Regions from separate parts of the Mus musculus genome. Here regions 1, 3, 4 and 5 are each linked to region 2. A link is a contact called in public ChIA-PET, HiChIP or PLAC-seq and promoter capture Hi-C data. All regions are on one chromosome and are shown on one strand. The core of a region is the stretch at or near the end of the contact, and the rest is flanking DNA. Distances in the headings are between cores, read along the strand shown. Region 1 holds the start of Scn4b (sodium channel, type IV, beta). Region 2 holds the start of Il10ra (interleukin 10 receptor, alpha). Region 3 holds the start of Jaml (junction adhesion molecule like). Region 4 holds the start of Scn2b (sodium channel, voltage-gated, type II, beta). Region 5 has its middle 12 kb from the start of Mpzl2.

Region 1 (3,921 bases), core at 162-2,661, 130 kb before region 2:
GGTGCAAAAAGGCACACAAGTCTCAATGTAGGTAATAAATCAGGATAGAGGCGTGGTGGAGAACACCTTTCATCCCAGCACTCAGGAAGGGGAAGAAGAGGCAGGGCGATCTCTGAGTTCCAGGACAGTTTGGCCTACAGGGCTACACAGAGAACTCCTGTCTCAAAACCACCACCACTACAGCAATGACAGCAGGAACAGCAACTCAGGATCATTAAGTAAAGTTTATCTCCCATCCTCGGCCTCTGACTGCTTTTCCATGGTGGCCTAGAAGATGGGATTTCTTTTCAGACTCTTCCCCAGTCATCTTGCTTTTGTGACTGGTCCTGCAGCGACTGGGGTTCCACTCAGGAACCACCCACCTGCTTATCAAACTTATCCAAGAGGAGTCCAACTCAGCAACCCCTAGGGGAAACACTAGATTCTTGGATCCCCAGAACCCTTTAGAACTCAGAGGAGGTGTGTTCCCTGGACTCATGGGCTAGCATGAGGTCCCCTAAAACTAGGAGCCCAGGGCTGCCCTCCCTGTTGCCTAGCATTGAGGATGATGCTATTTTGCATCAGGAGGTAAATATCATGGGGTCACCATCCAGCAGACAGCAGAATTCTCCAGAAAAGTTGTGTGCTTTGTTCAGAGTTCTCCAGCAGCAAACACAGGGCATCAGAGCTGTTCAACTACCATGACAACCAACGAAGCAAAAGAAAACAAGGTTCTCCCCGCAGACAGTTAACATTCTGTATACAACCTCAATGGTCTCTTATGGCGCTGAAGCCTTTCAGGAACTCCGGGTTGGAAGATGGGTGGAGGGTGTGGCGAGGTGGAGGGTGTATTTCCAAGGTTTAACTGGTCTCCGGACAGTGAGGAGGATTTGTCCTGGAGGGTAGCTTGAGTAGTTGACTAGAGGTCTTGAGGGGGGACCTTCTTGGTGTTTACGGTTGCCTCCCCACCCCCGCCTCCCCGCGCTGGGGGCAAAGCACGCTGTCTCCAAGTGACTGCCTGCCAACCCTCTAAGAAGCAAAGAGTCTGTGCAGAAATGGGTTGGTGGGCGGCGTGCAGGAGACTTTGCAGGGGAAACTAGGTTTGCCACAGCCTAAAAGCCATCCGCAGAGCGAATGAGCGGCGCGGCTGGAGGCGACGCGTGTTGGTTCAGGGCTGTACCGGTCGTCCGCAGCGGGCAAGCCGGCACACGCCCACCGGCTGCGGCAGCGCCCGCTGCGGATGTCCTCCCGGCGGTCCCCGGAGAGGCAGCCGCTGCCCTTACTCGTGTTCTCTGAGCGGAACAAAAACAGCCTTCCAACAAACCTAAAAGCTCCACCTCTACTCCCCCGTGAACTCTTCTCCTAATTGGCAGCTCGGCGCTTGGGATGATGCGGGCGTCTGCGGGCTGGCCCTGCAGTGCCAAGCCGCAGCATTCCCGTCCCGCTGGAGAGGAAGAGGGCTGCCCAGGCTGGACCCTACGGCCGTGATACACGGCGCAACGGGCACTGTGCGAAACCGACGGGGACGCCGCCCCTCCTGCGGCTGGAGCGCTTCCAGAGCAGAGGCGCATCGCAGTGCCGCTCGCCCCGGCGTCCTCCCTTCAGCTCCGGCTCCTCCTCCCCCTTCCAGCCCCGGCTCCTGCAGCCGGCTCCAAGAGGCGGCGGGCGCGCCTCCCCCTCCTTGGTCTCCCCCTCGTCTCGCTCTCTCGCGGCTAACTTTCCGGAGCCCCGACCCGCGGCTCGGAGCTCCCCTGGCAGCTGCGGGGCCCACAGACGACCTCGGGTGGAGAGCCCGGCTGTCCCCACTATTCCATCCCAAGCCCCCGGAGCGCTCCAGAGAGAACAGGACCATGTCCCGGGCTGGGAACCGAGGCAATACTCAGGCGAGATGGCTGGGCACTGGGCTTTTGGGTAAGATAGCCCCAGCTTTGTCATTTCTCTCTCTCGCCTCTTTCTTAACCCCACCCCATCCTGAAGGAGGTGAAGAGAAGTGCCTTAGACAAGGTGGCACCAAATGATTGGGATGCCGGTCTTCCTCCGGACCCTTAGCTTTAAGACTATGTTCCCTGGGAACCTTGTGCATTTTCCCCAACCCCTGCCACCCGGGCAGTGAGTTTCTTGCTTTCTTTGATGCCTTTTGGAGCTAGGTGTTGGAGCTGCAGCAGGGAAATCCTCCTGAGACCGGAGTTAAGGCATGCTGGTGGGGTGGGGGCTGGGGTGTCTACTGCCTTGAGTGTGGGGGCTCCAGGGAGTTTGCAGGTGTAGCGGTGTCTGCCGCTCTTGCCTAGTACTATTGACTTGCTTGCTTCCCTGGCAGCAGGAAATGCTCCAATGGGGGACGAGGGTCTCCCTCCCGACTCTTCGCCAGGTTCTCCCCACTTCTTCCTTTCTGGTGTCCATTGCCACTCTTTCAAATGCTGGAAGGACTTAGAAGAACCCAGAGGACCACTCAAAGGCCACCTTTTCAGAAGGTCCTTGTCCCTCTTCCTTTAAAGGGTTTCTTTGGGGAAAGACCTGTTTGGCTTGCTACTGGCTTTTCATTTTGGGGAAGGCTGGGAAGAGAGAGGAGTCAGGCCCAGAGGACACAGAGGGTATAGACTCTTATGGCTATCTATTAATATTCACATGATGGTTTTGAGTGTCAAACTCCAAGAGATTAAGCAATGGTATTTATTAGTCCAGACCAGAATCTAATCTTCTACACAGCCTGACTTCCAATGTAAGCTGACTCCGTCTCTGGCACCTGTGCCTCTTCCTGTTTATATAAAGTCAAGTTTGGTTTTTGACAGCATAACCCACCCACCCACCCCCCACTGGATCAGGCACATGGTGGAGGTATCTGTGCTGGAAGCAGGGGGCACAGGCCTCTTATAGGAAGCCACTGCTGCTCTTGCGCCTGGAACTCACGTGCAGATCTGTCCTATGCGTACCCATCAGGTGTTGGGAACTGTGTTCTTTTTGCTCCTGAGCTCTGCCTTACCTCCCGGAGGCCATCAGATATAGGGCACTGATGTTTTGTTCCATACCATACAGATGTCGTACAGGTTTCATGGTGACTCTTTTAAAGTCCAAAGCTCTTCTTCATGGGATGGGTACAGTGTCATTCCACTGGAGTCCACACTTGGATCATCCTGGGGCTCTCCTGTGGCCACGGTAGGGATGAGAGGTCTCAGAGGTACCAAAGCTCCAGTCATTAAACCAGCCACTGTATGTCGTGGGTTGCTTTACCCCCGTGTTTGGTTGGTCAAGGGAGGGCTAGGCCTTGCCCTGCTAGACTATCCATAGAAGCAGGCTTCTGTGGACAGCCAAGAGGGCTCTAGGTACTGGATGGGGGAGGGGGTAAGTGGAGAGCAGGGCAGAGCTTTGGTATGAATAGGGCAGGGAGTTTGAAAACCATATCGATGAGCGATGAGCGTTGCAAAGAGTGAGGAATGTATAGCACAGAGAGGGATCGTAACCTGCCTAAGGGTGTGTGCCCAGCTGATGGTCAAGTGGGACAGAATCCAGGCCCTCTGGTGAGAGGGAAGGTCAGCGGGGCTTGTGTTTAGAGCCTGGGAATGAGTGAGGCCCTGGGACATGATGGCTATGGGTGGGTCTGAGCAGTGGTCAGAGCTTTGCTTCACAGTTGACGACATGGTGTCCCTGAAGTCTTCTCTCCATATCAACTCAGTTTCCTAGACTGAGACCCCAGTGTTTTGTTTGTTTGTTTGTTTGGTTTGGTTTGGTTTTGAAAGTACAAACAATGCAGCTTTTTCTGAACCCAAGAAGCAGTTCGCAAGGCCACAGCGCTGCAACCGAGGTTCCAGTCTTTTCCTGGGTTTGTGACTGGTAGTGTGTTGCTCTGCCCACCCGTTCCTTGTTCCCTGATTTGCTTAATTGCCATGATCTGTGTTTAATTATCACTTGTGAGGGCGCTGTGTTGCACAACCCTCTCTCCCCTGG
Region 2 (3,484 bases), core at 229-2,728:
CTGAGTTCTCATCCAAGCCATGACCCTTGACCTTATCTGGATCCGTAGGCACCCTGCTTGTCTACACAGACATCTTGTGGTCCAGGCACAGGGTATCCCCACAGTCCCTAGTTTCTAGGAAAGCTGTAGCTCAGACATGGACATCAGTATAATCAGATGCCTAGGCGAGCCTCAAATGGAGACAATGAACGTCAGCGGTCCAGCCTCCTGGCCTCCTCGAAAACTCAGCTGTGAAGTACCTGTAGTCTCCCACTCTATTAGTTCTAAAGAGCTGACACAGGAGCCTGGAGCTAGCAGCTTGCCAGTATGACCAGGAGCAGAGGAGTGACCCCCTTGAGATCCTCTGCCCTTTTTGTAACAATACAATAAGCATTCCTATTGAATTCTCCTGATGAGTTCTGCGGGCTTAAGTGTGTTGCAAGGACAATAGCCCTTGTTCCTCTCCAGCCTTCTTGACCCTTTAAGATGTCTCCTCTTGAAGGCAGCTCTGCAACACTTTCCTTCTCCAAACTGCCAGCTCTCTGAGAGTCACAGTTCTCAGTTCTCTTTCAGTGACCCTGTCATTCTCAGAAAACATACTTGTCCCAGCCCTTCCCCCCCCCCACCCCTTTCTTTGAATCTCAAGGTTGTGTTTCAGTTGCAAAACTCTGAGAGGGGGAGTGAAAACCTCAGCCCGTGTTTGTGATGTTCAGCGGGGCACATCCCCAGTGCCTCTGTAGATAACATGACTGACTGTGCTCTTTTTACTTTGAACTCCTGTAAAAGTGTGTTTTGGGGTCCCCGGTCTTCGTACTTCTGTGCCACTTGGTCCCTCCAACTCTCCACTTTTTCATTCTCTCCTGGGCTACAGGAACCTAGCCTGAGCTGAGGAGTGGGTAAAGTGTGTGTGTGTGAGGGGGGTGGGCAGCAGGCAGCGGAGATGAATTGTGGGCTAAAGACTAACAGGGTGGTCGGGAAGGGTGGGCAGAAAGAAGGGATGGGGTGAGATGGTAGGGTTCAGGGAGAGGAGCCTAACTAAGAAGGGGCACGATCAGACCCACGGAAGAACCAGAACAGCCGAAAAGTGAGGGCTAAGTTATGGATTGTCCGGAGGTGGTAGGATAATGATTTGAGGAACAAGGGTACGTACAGGACGGAAACTATAGGCTTTACCCATCCATCGCTGGCCACTCCCAAACAGCCACAGTTAATCTTAGCCTCCTCCACTTAAACAGCAGGTGAGCCGGAGACCGTTTTGCCAGCATGAAGGAGCTGGGGCGGGACCCCAGCCCATCCAAGCAGATTCTCCCGCGAATGTGAACTTTAAAGCAACAGAGCGAGCGCTGGGGAGCCTACCGTATGCAATGAATTCTAGGCTCAGGCTGGAGATCGTGACGAGGAATGGGAGCAAACGCGACAACATCCTGGGCGCACAGCGGCATCGTCCACTGGAGCCGGCCTTTACGCCTCCGGCCGGCGGCGTCCTGAGAACTGAAGACTGCCGCTGGATCCACAGGGCCAGCTTGACATCAACCTGAAGGCGGAGCCTCGTTGCTCCGCCCTCAGCCCACGGAGCTTGGGAACCTCCGCAGGAACCTCAGCAGGCAGCGAAGTCTAGCTAGTTCTGGGGCATTTGTCTCAAGGTGAAAGAGCAGCTGAGGCTTTCTGTGGCTGGGCTCTTAACTCTCACACCGACTGGACAGCCTGTCTCCCCTCTCCCTCCCCCTCCCCTTCCCCTTGCCCCCTTCCCCTCTCTGTTGTAGCAATTGGAATTACTGACTGGGCCAGGAGCAAAGCACAAGCGTGCAGGTACATGTGTGAAAGTCCTGGGACCTCTATGCAGGGCCCTCTGCTAAGCCAACAGTGAGGGAACGTCCCTACCTGACTCTTGGTGGGAGTCCATGACACCCCCAGGCCCTTTAGGTTGTTCTTGCCCTAAATCTGCAGGTTAGAAGTGTCAATAGGCGCCTTGAGGGACCTGGTATCACTCAGATGCCTCTTCAGTGACCAGGACATCTGTCTGCCCTCCAGTGTCACCAAAGATGTTAATTGTGTGAGAGACCAAGCTTTGTCCACCTGACTTATTGGCAGGTGGCGCTGATACTGTGAGTATGTCACTTACATGATTTTCAGGGATCTAATTGTGAGGTGTACAGCGCCCGTGGGGTCATCTGCCAGGTACATATTCATGCTATCCTGGAAGCCCTGTTTTTGTTCTGAGGAGGCACAGAAGCCAAGGAAGGGCTGGAGTCACTAGGATGCCCTTGCTCTCAAGAAGTCACTTTCTATTCCCCTCAGAGCCTACCTGTCACACGGAAGACACTACTGCCTTGAGAAGGCTTGGCCAGCCATCGGTCTGCAAATTGCATGATTCTCAGTGCCAATACCAATCCTGCCTCCCATCAAATTAGAAACTGACTGAAAACAGTATGAGGTATTTGTTAAATTTTTCTTTTTCTTCCTGGAAATTGGATTGGATGGTTCTCCGGTGTGAAGTTCGTAGATGACAAAGTACTGTTACTATGTCAAAGATTTGGGCAACCTCTGAACCTGGAGAAGGACCCTCCAACTTGGGGGTGTCAGACACGAGCACTGCCGTCGTGACCTGAGAGCTAGTGATGCACACCACCCCCTTGGCTTGTGGAGACACAAGCTTTGTCTAAACACCGTGGGAGTGGATAGTGCTATGTCCAGTGGCCTAGACAGAGGATGCCAAGTGGAGTGGGATCATGTTCTGTGCCGAGGGAACTCACTGGGAAAGGTGCTTGTCTGTGAGGACTGGGCTGCCCTAGCTATTCAGCTAGTTGGAAGTAATATCTGTGAACCATAGCATCGAGCACACACACACACACACACACACGCACACACACACAATCAGTGAGAACCACACTCAGGGATACCCTCGTCACTGTGAATACCCTCATGTCAGCCATGTTGGAAAACTTCAGACTTCTTAATGTGGGAGGACTTTGTTTTAATTGCTGTTCTGCACTGCCCATCCTTCCGCTGGTAAAGCACATATACTGCTTGGCGTGACACAAGTACCCAGGCGTGACGCAAGTACCCGGGCATGACTTCTTAGTCCCCGTTTACCTCTTAAAAAAGAGGACACTGCGGTGTTTCTTCCTCAGTTGTCTTCCTTTTAGTTTTTGGTTGAGTTATAAGAATTTTAAAGCCTTGCACCTTGGCTGTTTTAAGGGACGATCGAGATGGTTCTTCCACATACCAGAATTTACAGTCACAAGCTGATGCTGGCCAAAACCAGGCCCCTTCCTCTAGAAACCACCTTGCCAGAGACAGAAAGTGAGCGGAGATTTTAACAGTTTCTGGGAAGGAAAGTACAGACTAACAAGGGGACACAGGGCTGAGAACAAGGAAGGTTCCATGGCAGAGGTGGCCGGTTATCTGAGACTTGAGCGCTGCGTTGTAATAGGCAAGTTGATGGATGGATAGGGAGGGGATTGGGACATTGGAGATGAGGGGATACAGCAGTTTTAGAGAAGTC
Region 3 (3,477 bases), core at 946-3,445, 190 kb before region 2:
CATCTTAGCGGTCTGCAGTGCCCAAGTCAGCAGTGGGACTTCAGAAGGAAAAGTTGCCTACCCTTCTCCCATCCTGCTTATGTGCATATATACATGTGTGTGCATGTGTGCGTGCATATGTATATCTTACAACAACAGAAAACCTGGAGGCCACATCTTGATCCAGAATGTTCTGTTGTGTTGCTGGGCTCCCCCATTCTGAAGAAGGACTCTAAGAAGATCCATGGAGTAGATCAAAGCTCTTATTTAATTGCACAGCTCACAACTTTGCTGCCAGAAGTGCCCACTCCGGTGTTGGCCTCCACACCGTTGTCTCTCACTGACTTTTAAAATTAAATTAGACTTTTTGTTTGCAGGAGAGTATGAACTGTAAGGCTTTGTGCACAGACATTGTGACTCATGGAAGCTTTACTGCACTGTAGTTAATAAACTTCTTTGCACCTTGTGGCTACCCTTTTCGTGTCTAACTATGTTAAAATGAGAAGTACCTTGTGCAGGGGATTGTTGTGGTTTTCAGCATTGAGAAAACTGTCTGAGCTGCACCACCAGCAAGATCCTGCATAGATCCAGTGGTGTGCTGGAACCAGCTCACATAGCAGAAGCTGATGAGTGCATTTCTAGAAATTTTGTGAACCCAGTGGCAAACTGGTGGGCATGAAATACACCGCACTGGGAATATTTATACAGGGCCCGTGCAGCATAGTCCTTGGGGCCAGAAAACATTCAACAGTTTCCAGGACAGGACAAATTTCAAAAGATGAGCATTACCCAGGCTTTGTTCTACTGGGTCAATCCATAGAACAAGGGATGGATGTGTATGTATAAGAACGCTTAGTCTGAAGGGATGATTGAAAAAGAGAAGGATCTGGCATTCAGGATGGCCTGAGTTGTTCCCCAAGATGGCCAAGCCACTCAAAGGGTCTGCTAGGAGAACAGCTTGCTCTCTGTATGATGGCAACCCTCACAGTCGGAGGAAACCTATACAGCAACATGGTGGGCGGAGCACTGGCCAGGGGAATCTCTGGAAGCAGCTAAAGGTGATCAATCAGCCAGGCTGCATCTGTACAGTAAGAGAAGAAGAAGTGAAACTTCTGTGTCCGAAACACAGCCTCAAGTTTTCTATTCTCCAAGTAATTGTGCTTTATTTACATAAAGCTGATTTCTCAGCAAATGCCTCTTGCCAGTCAAGATTTTTGTTGTTGTTTTGTTGTTGTTTAGATATAAGGGGTTCACAGTGTAGTCCAGGCTGGCTCCTCCTGCCTGAGCCTTCTGGGTGCTGAGATGTCCAGCATACACCACTAGGCCTGGCTGATTTGAGATCTTGCTTGCAGAGTTTGTAATCCAGAAGGGAGGTGACATCTGCAGGGACCTGAGATATGAGGCTCACCTGAGTGAGCTGCAAGTCTTTCCTTCTAGAAAAAAACTATACATACTGCAAGTAGGACAACTGTGTCAACCCCTCCACGGTTCCAGGACATCGCAGAAGAGGAGGCAGAATGTCAAAGCCAGAAGACAGGGATGCCGTGCTTCTGGATAGGACATGGCCCTGGTAATCATGTCCACACAGCAGCTGTGGCTACCTGCAGAAGACTTATATATGCACATACACAGGCACACATGGACACACACACACACAAATGAACAATGCACATAGACACACACTGGGACACACACACACACTGCAGGCACATAGGCACACTCAAGCTCACATACATACCACACACAGGCACACACATAGGCAAAGATGTACACATGTACACAGGCATCACCCCCACATACACACATCAGCGCACATGCATGTACATACACCACACAGTAGCATGCCCACACACTGTACACACAGGCACACACATGTATACATGCATGCATGCATATACACAGGCACACATAGGTGCACAGTGCACCCTCTATGCACAGACACCACACACACACACACACACACACACACAAGCAAGCATAGGACTAGCTGGGAAGAGGATCAGCAGGGATGAACTGGGAATAAGAGAGGGTGATGAGGGTGAATATGACCATCACAATACATTGAATACCATTTGTAAAATTGAAAAAAAAACCCATAATTTAAAAGTAATGGAAATATAAATGCAAATTGAGCAGTGACCTAGATGATTGAATGGAGAGCCTTGATTGGGAGGTTCCTGTTTCTGTTTCCGCAGCCACCACAGAAGGCATGCACATCTGTGTTGCTTTGAGCCTGATCTCCTGTGCTGGCAGAAGTCTCTCAGTTGGTGTGGGCGATGCTGTGGCAGGAGATCGCGGTGGACTGTTCTTCCTGGGCACTGTCATCTTGGGTAAGCAGTGACTTTGTGTGCTGTGAGCCGTTCTTTGAGCTGTTCTGAGGAGATGGCCAGTTGTCATTCAAAGGAAGGGTGGTGAGATGGGCATTGCTGTAGGATGAGGAGGCCGTGCATGGAATTCCCGGTCTCTGCAGGTGGGCTGCTGTGAGGTAGACCAGTAGGTGCAGCTTTAGTGTCTGTAGTGTACTTTGTGTGAAGGTTCTCAGAGAAAGAAGTAAGCCTTGCTTGTGGTAAGCACGGACGGGGTTGTTTAGAAGGTCTAGCTTTCCTGTTGCCGATGGCTTGAGACAGAATCGTGACTGCTTTTGAGCTCATGGCAGGACTCCTACCTCACTGTTTTCTCCCTGATCTGGATACGTCACCAAGGCAGTTTCCCAAGAGACTCGGACTATTTATTGTCTTTACTCATCACACCCTGACATAGCCTCCAGAAAGGCAGATGCAGGCCGGATGGTGACTAGATGCATGCTGGGCTGGAGGGAACAGGGAGGGATGTTCCCAAGGTCCCATCTGAGTACATGTAACCTAGGTTGTGTTTCAGAAGCCACGAAGCACCCCTCCACCCAATCTGTATTACTTGGTCTTAGAGGGAAAGTCAAGGGCATATTTCAAGAGGTTTGTATCACGCAGGGTGGCTATGAGGACTTGTGAACTTACAAATTTCTGAGAGCCCAAAAGTGCACAGGAACGAGCAGGGGACTTAGCATGGCAGCGGAGAGGGGCGTGCTTAAGAATGTCACACAGTTGTCTGATTTTATGGTCTTGGTTATTACCGGGGCAAATGGCTAGGAGACAGTCCCCGCTCTCCCATTGTCTTGCAATATTGTCATATCTGAGGGCCATTTTCATATTCTGTGTGGCATTCTCATTGTTACAAGTCTCTTTTCGGAAGCTTCCCTCCACTGCCATAATTATACCCAGGGGGAAAGTTTCTATTCATTGTTAATTGTAGGAAAGAGTTCCTGGTGGTTGCACACACCCTAGGACTGATAGGAGATTTTTGCCAGGAGTCACTGTGGAGGAGCCTTGAGCTTGGGTCAGATGCTCTGCCAGCAAGGGAAATGACTGACTGTGTGGTATCACCTGAAGGTTGTCTGCTGAGCTAAGTCAGTACCCAGAAAGGGAGCAGGGTAGGGAGGATAGCTTAACAGGCAAGGCGACT
Region 4 (3,610 bases), core at 221-2,720, 150 kb before region 2:
TCCTGGCTCTGATCTATCACCTGTACATTGGACCTAACGTTAAGATCAAATTGTGATTCCTCACTGTGGACAGATAAATGTGCACAGCTAAATAAATGATTGCTGTTTAAGGACCTGTGATACGCTTGGCTCTGTTCTCCTCTTTGCTTAGGGCCACTTCTCTCCTAACTTCTACTTGTGACAACCTGTATTCTCCCCTCCTTCGAAATAACAAGTTTCAAACATACACCAAAGCCAAGGGAAGTGTGCCCCAGGCACCACCAATCATCTGGGACCATCAGCTACATTACCCACGGGTGTTAAAAACACAGACACTATCTTTATGATACCCGGCAGCATTAGACGTTATTTGTTGACATAATCAACGTCCAGTTTACATTCGCTCCCTGCTCCCCTTGTCTCAAAACCTGTTCCTTTCCTTGTTGATTTGTTTGAATCCGGGTCCCTCAGAGGTCCATGCTCTATTCTCTTGTAAAAGTCTCTTAGGCATTTGTGCATCAGCCTTCTCTGACAAGTTCTGTATTCTGCGGAAATGCTAGAGCAATGAGGAAGTCATTACTTTCCAAGAGCCTCCTGCCCACTTCGCTGAACCCAAACAACAAAAGGCAACTCTTTCCTGGGTGTTTACATCTATGTACGTACGTATGTACGTACGTACGTATGTATGATCTATCTATTCTCTTGCCCCTCCCCGTGTGTGTGTGTGTGTGTGTGTGTGTGTGTGTTGGGGAGAGACAGAGAGAGACAGACAGACAAACAGAGAGACAGAGAGAGAGCATGTAGCATGAGTATACAGGTGCCACTAATGTGTTGAGGTTAGACCATAACTTGCAGGGATCAGTTCTCTCCTTCTGCTGGGTGACCAGGTGTGTTCCCGGGGATCAAACTCAGGTCATCATGCTTGGCAGTGGCCACAAGCACTTTCCCCAGGGAATCAACTCACAGGCCTTTGGGGCGTATTCATATGATAAAAAGGACTTCCTTACAGCCCTTTGATAAAAACAGATGGCTCTAACAGTCTTTCTCTTTTTCCTTTTTTCTTTCTCTCCCTCCTTCCCTCCCTCTCTCCTTCTCTCCCCTCCTTCCTCCCCTCTCTTGCAAGGGTCTTGCTTTGGAGCCTAGGCTAGCTTTGGACTGCTATGAGTTCAAGGCAGTCCTGTCTCTGTTTCCCTAGTGCTAGGATTGCAGGCACGTGCCACCTCACCTAGAATTCTCTAACAATTTTCAAAGTCTAAAAATCATTTCAAATGCAGTAGGAAGGCAAAATTTGATTGAGCTCTGAGTTTAGAGGCTAAATTTTCTGGCAACTTAATTTCTTCCAGGAATATCTTTTTTATGCCCTCCCACCTGCTTTCTGAAATCCACCAACCACAATATTTACTCCATCCCCTTTTTTTTCTTCCTTTCCCTTATACACCACCCCCCTCTCTTTTTAGCAGCCACATACAAGTCGGCCATATTAGAGAGATGGAAATAAAGCTTCCTCAATGTTGCATATGTCTTTGAAGTACATCCGTGCATTTTCTTTTTTAGCATTTAACCATTCCTACCTTGTGGTCCTTGGTCCCTCAATCACCCTTTCCCACAGCCCACCCGCCTAACGTCACAGTCTCTGAAAATGCACAGGGATGCCTGGCTACCTCGCCCTGCCTTCAGTCTCACGGGGCTCAGTCTGTTTTTCTCTTTGGGTAAGTTAGAACCACATCTGCATGCTCCTAAGGGTCAGAAGTGCAGCTGCAGCGGAAAGAGGAGGGGGCGGGGGAGGGGGCAAGAGGGAAGGAGTGTGAGCCGCTTCCCTCTGTGTCCTTGGGAAGGGGCGTGCTGGGGATCTGGGACAGCTGGGACTGCCGGATGCTGGGCTTCTCCTTCCCAGAAATGTTGACTAGAGGGTGAGTGTTGCTCGGGGATGAAAATGGTCAAATTTATCAAGAGGTGGTTCATCCTGTAGATTTCCCTGAAGTGGACCCATGTGGGGGTGGGGCAGAGCTAGGCTGCTCTGCGGTCTCTTCAGGGATTTTTCTCTTCACCACCACCACCACCACCACCACCACCACCACCACCACCACCACCACCATCATCATCATGTTTTCATTTTCAGTTACTTCCCAAGAGATCTCATAGGAGTTGCTGGCTTCTTTAAAAGTCTCATTTGTGAGCCCGTTCCCTGGGATCTGGTGGATTTAAAGGAGATCGCGTTCTCGAGAGTTGGGGGCAGAGAGTTGAGCCTATCCCACCAATTTGTTGGGATGCGTGTGGGAGGAGGTGGGTATCAGGCTTAAGGACCAGCTCCGGGTTGGCAGGAGAGGCACCAGAGTAGCTGCTACCGAGGCAGGCACCCCTGGTGTGAACCAGATGGAATGGATGAGGTCAGGTGCCCAGGATCCTGGGAAAAGGAGCAAACTGTAAGTGGAACCTAGGGAGAGTTCCTTTAAAACCAGTCTCCGTGGTCCAGCCCAACCTTGCAGACCACCCTGTCGTAAGGTCCCAAAGCCAATTTCATAGCTGAACACCTAGAGACCTCGTACTAGGCAGGTATGTTAGGAGGCTATTTGTAGGCCTGCTTCCCGACTCTACCCCACCCCACAACCCATAAGGTCTCACTTTGTAGTCTTGGCTGATCTCGAACTTTCAGTGATTCTCCTGTCTCTTTCTCTTCCTGGGTGATGGGATTACAGACAAGTGCCACCATGCTGGGCTCTAAACCTGCCTTGTGGACAGTTTTACTCTCACTCTTAAAATTCTCTCTGTAGTGCCTGAGGGTCAAGTTTAAGGATCTTAGGTGAGATTAGGTCCCACTATAAGCTCTCTCAATCTGTCTGTCTCTCTGTTGTCTCTCTTTCTGTCTCTATGCTGGTCTCTGTCTCTCTGTCCCACCTTCTGTGTCCTTTCTCACTGTGCTGGGTGGTATATCCCCCCTCCCTCTCATGCTGGGTATAGGGCCCACAGGGATAACAGAGACATGAAGCAATCCTGGTAACCTGCAAGATAAAGATCTAACATCTTTCGTCTTTCGGAACTGGACCCAAGTTTAAAACTAGCTTTGTGTTTTACTCTATAACCATGGGCGAGACCCTACCTACCCCGAGCGCCACTTCAGCATCACTGCTCCCATGGGAGACTGGAGACTGTCTCTTGCTTGGTGAGCTTGTGACCTAACACACAGCAGGGGCCAACATGCTTCCCGTGAACCCTGGCATGGCATATTTTGCTAAGCCCTCACGCACAGCAGTTACTTGTAGTAGATACTGTGAATCTATTCATGTTCTAGGGTGGAAACAAAGGCACGGTGAGGTTCAGTAACTCCTCCAATCAGGTCATGTGACTAGCATGAGAGAGCTGAGATTTGAACTCAGAACTGAGATTTGTATCTGGCTTAGCACATTCTTTTAATATTGGGTTCTACTGCCCCCAATGTTCAGGAAGTGGTACTACTCTGTTGGCATTAATTGGTCAAGAGTATCAAGTACAGGCTAAAAGGGGGAGTAGGAGGAAGATCTGAATTTAAAAAAAAAAAAAAAAGCCAGAGGTGGAGGACAGATCTCCTCTCAGGCACTGGCCACAGCCTCCTGTCAGATGGAGGCTGTCTATGGCAGCCATATTTAAGTGAACA
Region 5 (3,506 bases), core at 578-3,077, 240 kb before region 2:
AAAAGGATTGATAAAGTGCTTCAGAAGGCTGTGAGATATGAATATACTGAGCAGAATGTATGGAACAGCTGGTAGTTATAACTATTCCCATGATCTTATCCATGACAGGGATCCCACAGGGCCTGACTGCTTTCCTCTCTAATAGAGCGCCTTGGTCCATGGGGCCCTTCTCTTTTGTAAACTCCTCCTTATTTCCCAGGATTCCCAGGTATCTAGCCTTTTCAGAGTACCACATTCTTGTGTTGTCTGTCCCCTGTCTGTGCACTTTATGCAGATCACCTGGAAATGGGGCTTTCTCTCTGTCTCTCTCTTGTCTCTGTCTCTCTCTGCCTCTGTCTCTCTGTCTCTGTCTCTCTTTCTCCCCTCCTCCTTCTGCTGGAGAACCCCTCATGGGGCTGATTGTATCATCTTCCTCCTAGAATTCTGAGGTAAGTGCAGGACACCTGGTAACTGCTTGAAGCTGTTCTGTTGCTTGTTTTCTGTAACAGGAAGAATGAACACAATTTCCCAAGAGTTTCCCATCATCCTTTTTTGTTCTTTTAGGAGAGATGCTGAGAAGAGGGAGCCTAATCTTTATTTCACTTAGTTCTGAAGAGCCCGCCAGAGAGCAGAGGAGATAGGGGGTAGGATGAGGGGAACTCCTTGGCACACAGGACTGGTAGACTCTATGGAGAAGGGGGATTGGTGTAGTAGAAAGCAAAGGTGACTCAGGAGCTGACTTGCCTGTCAGGCAGACCCGGTTTTGAATCTGACTGGGTCATTAGTTACGTTACCATGGTTATACTACTTGATCTCCAAGTTCCTACTTTGGTCAGCTTCTGCTCACTTTCCAGTGAGCAACCGTGTTAGACTCTGTCCTGAAGAGTTTGTTTGTCTGTCCCCTGTCTCCTCCCCTCAGTTTACTACAGTGACCTTTCTTCCCTGTGATACAAACAAAACACTATAGAAACCATTAAATGGGAACGTCTACATTTAGGAGATGCACACACCCCACTCACAAAATAGCACACATACTTTTCTGCCCTGATCTCCCTGCTTTCTAAGTTATCCATGTTCACAGCTACTCTGGATTTTCTCTCATCCACACTGACCACATGAACCACATTCTGAGCTGGGAACGGGATACTGTCAGACATTACATTGGAACCACAGTTATAAGTCAGGAACAGCTTCAGCAACCAGAGCAGTCTTTACTGCTTCTAATGGCAGGGCCACACTGTCTCTTGCTGTTGGGCTGTCCCTGTGATCACTGGGACAAGCTAAAGTCCCTTTGGACGAGTGCCCCCACCTCCTCCTTTCTCCTCCTCTCTTTTATTTTTTCTGTCTTTCCTCAGCCATCCTACTTGCCAGCTTCCTGAGTACTTATAGGTGTGTGTCAAAATTAACAGATAAACCCCAAATTAGGAGGTTTTTCTAGCTCACATTCCCTTCCAGCTGCTCTGTAAGGTCTGTCCTTTGAACCAAAACGTTATCTCCTCAGTAACCAGTCCCTCCCAATCCGCCTCCAGGTGACCTAGCTGCCAGCCTGACTTTTTGGTTGAAATGGCTTCTCCCCAGCCCACCATTTTCAAGATCTATCGGGCACCTTCCGTGCATCATTTGTAGTAATCACTAGTCTATGTGGAAGTCAGTTTTTGGAGGCTTTCACGCAGGAGAGGGGGGTTTACAGGCAGAAAGTGGCAGAAGGAACTAGAAACAGGAAAGTCAAAGTGTTTAGCTTAAAGGTACTTTCCTTATAGGGCAGGGCTGAAGGGGATGTCCTGGTGTGTCAGGCCCAGGTCGGTTGCATTTCTTCTAATTGATTGTGGAGACTTCTGACTGTTGCAGTGGTTTAAAATTGGCCCACTGCCTATCTGAGATTGACTAAGTGGCTGCTCTGGTCTGGTCTCGTCTGGTCTGCTGTTCGTTTGAACATCTCTGCCTGGTGGTCCCTTGGGAACATCCGAATACAACTACCCTTGAGATTCTTTATTTTGCAGAAGGCCTTTCAGCTTTGACCTGCACTTGAAACTGAGGGCTCAGCCCCTGGCACTCGCCTTCCACAGCCGTGCACTCTCAGTCCTGTACCAATCCCTTCCATCCTAGCTCCTTAGGATCTTGGAATTCCTTAGTGTCCTCCGTCGAGGTAGAATCACTCCCTGCCTGCTGGAAGTGGCCTCTTGCTTCACCTTGTCTTTTCCAATGTCCTTCCTCCAACCGCAGCTGAGTGACCTTTCTAATGTACAAATCTGACCCCCTAAACAGTTTCTTTGCATTCCACTGCTCCTGGATAAAGCTCAACTTCCTGACCCTTATCAGAGGCAGAGGACTTTAGAACGCACTTCTTATAAGATTTCCAGCCTCATCTCTGGCCTTTATCTCTTTTTCCTCCACCTGTATCCAACCTTCCCAATTGCTTCCCTTCCTGCCTGTGTTGTACCTGGGATCTCCTCTCAAATCCCCGCCTCCACCGCCGGCCTTGTGCATCTCTTCAGACTGGATTCCAAGACAACTAGTTGGTGATTATGTGTTAAGTGACTTAATGGTGTCTTCCTTGGTCTTTACTCCATGGGAGGCCTTCATTACTCTCATTAACTACTGGAGAAGACACAGAGACACAGAGACTCTGGTAGCAGCCAGAGCCATTGTTTTATACATGAGTTTGCTTGGATTTTGTCTCCTCCTCCTCCTCCTCCTCCTCCTCCTCCTCCTCCTCCTCCTCCTCCTCTTCCTCCTCCTCCTCCTTGTCCTCCTCCTCCTCCTCCTTCCTCCTCCTCCTCCTCCTCCTCCTCCTTCCTCCTCCTCCTCCTCCTCCTTCCTCCTCCCACCCTCCTTCTTTTGGTGTTTTTGAGTCAGGATGTCTCAGTATAAACAACCCTGGCTGTCCTGGATTCGAGTAGACCAGGCTGGTCTGGAACTCACAGAGATTCACCTGCCAAGTGCTGGGACTAAGGTGTACACCTGAGTTTGCTTGTTTTTACTTTGCCTTATAACTAACTACCTTGCCCACTTGTTTTCCCTCTTTCCTTTTCTTGGGGGGGGGGGAAGGAAGAGGATGGGGAGAAGTAAAAATCTATAGCATGGCTCAGCAGGTAAAAGTGCTTGCCACCAAGCCTGATGACCTAGGACTCACATGGTTGAAGGAGAGAACTGACTCCTAGAAGTTGTCCTCTGACCTCCGCATGTGCACTGTGACATGTGTCATGCCCTCAGCCTCCCAGCCCCCAAATAAGTAAACTGATGGCAACATCAACAACAATCAAATAGCATGATTATTTAAATTGTAGTAAACACAATCACGCTGCTAGGCAACTGTCACCGTCTGGACTCTTCACCCTCCCCTGAGCTGTGCCACCCTTCCAAATGGAAGTTCTGTAAGCATTCTGTAAGCACCCACTGTGTACTTCCCTCTCCTCGAAGCTTCTGGAGGCTCCAGTCTACTCGGTGAAGTTGGCTATTTTTGATCTGCCTTCTTCACAGGCAGAATCAAATATAGAGTCTGTCCTTCTGTGATGGGCTTGCAGAAG

What was found. Promoter capture Hi-C pulls out the DNA fragments that hold promoters and counts their contacts. ChIA-PET counts read pairs in DNA pulled down with a chosen protein or histone mark. HiChIP or PLAC-seq counts read pairs in DNA pulled down with a chosen protein or histone mark. Capture Hi-C pulls out chosen DNA fragments and counts their contacts.
Region 1: a contact with region 2 is called in an RNA polymerase II ChIA-PET map of memory CD8 T cells, with 68 read pairs. The contact joins the promoter of Scn4b here to the promoter of Il10ra in region 2. A contact is called at or near these places in 3 of 39 promoter capture datasets (embryonic stem cells and stem cell-derived epiblast-like cells), 1 of 484 Hi-C or Micro-C datasets (nephron progenitors), 4 of 115 datasets of contacts at active chromatin or transcription factors (bone marrow-derived dendritic cells, effector CD8 T cells, memory CD8 T cells and 1 more) and 2 of 9 other capture datasets (adipose tissue and pancreatic islet).
Region 3: a contact with region 2 is called in a promoter capture Hi-C map of adipose tissue. The contact joins the promoter of Jaml here to the promoter of Il10ra in region 2. A contact is called at or near these places in 3 of 39 promoter capture datasets (embryonic stem cells, pre-B cells and stem cell-derived epiblast-like cells), 2 of 484 Hi-C or Micro-C datasets (CD4 T cells and memory CD8 T cells), 1 of 115 datasets of contacts at active chromatin or transcription factors (memory CD8 T cells) and 2 of 9 other capture datasets (adipose tissue and pancreatic islet).
Region 4: a promoter capture Hi-C map of pre-B cells shows a contact between it and region 2, with 3 times the contacts expected there. The contact joins the promoter of Scn2b here to the promoter of Il10ra in region 2. A contact is called at or near these places in 2 of 39 promoter capture datasets (pre-B cells and stem cell-derived epiblast-like cells), 2 of 115 datasets of contacts at active chromatin or transcription factors (embryonic stem cells and pro-B cells) and 2 of 9 other capture datasets (adipose tissue and pancreatic islet).
Region 5: an H3K27ac HiChIP or PLAC-seq map of bone marrow-derived dendritic cells shows a contact between it and region 2, with 2.6 times the contacts expected there. The contact joins the enhancer-like site here to the promoter of Il10ra in region 2. A contact is called at or near these places in 1 of 39 promoter capture datasets (pre-B cells), 1 of 484 Hi-C or Micro-C datasets (nephron progenitors) and 3 of 115 datasets of contacts at active chromatin or transcription factors (bone marrow-derived dendritic cells, bone marrow-derived macrophages and pro-B cells).

The regions. Positions count from the first base shown.
Region 1 is chr9:45,137,213-45,141,133 of GRCm38.p6, forward strand. Scn4b (sodium channel, type IV, beta) reads left to right here and starts at 1,412. Exons shown (of 5, transcript NM_001013390.3): 1 at 1,412-1,890. The coding sequence starts at 1,830.
Region 2 is chr9:45,267,671-45,271,154 of GRCm38.p6, forward strand. Il10ra (interleukin 10 receptor, alpha) reads right to left here and starts at 1,479. Exons shown (of 7, transcript NM_008348.3): 1 at 1,336-1,479. The coding sequence starts at 1,402.
Region 3 is chr9:45,076,988-45,080,464 of GRCm38.p6, forward strand. Jaml (junction adhesion molecule like) reads left to right here and starts at 2,196. Exons shown (of 11, transcript NM_001005421.4): 1 at 2,196-2,309. Mpzl3 (myelin protein zero-like 3) reads left to right here. Exons shown (of 6, transcript NM_001093749.3): 6 at 1-450.
Region 4 is chr9:45,116,406-45,120,015 of GRCm38.p6, forward strand. Scn2b (sodium channel, voltage-gated, type II, beta) reads left to right here and starts at 1,471. Exons shown (of 4, transcript NM_001014761.2): 1 at 1,471-1,688. The coding sequence starts at 1,619. The region is part of intron 1 of Gm10684 (predicted gene 10684); the gene reads right to left.
Region 5 is chr9:45,028,809-45,032,314 of GRCm38.p6, forward strand. No RefSeq gene overlaps it. Among named protein-coding and RNA genes, the nearest start is that of Mpzl2, 12 kb to the right of the region's middle. Within about 2 kb of position 1,828, at least 20 of the 459 cell types and tissues checked have an H3K27ac peak or open chromatin away from gene starts, as enhancers often do. A contact at or near this core is called in bone marrow-derived dendritic cells, where this site is marked.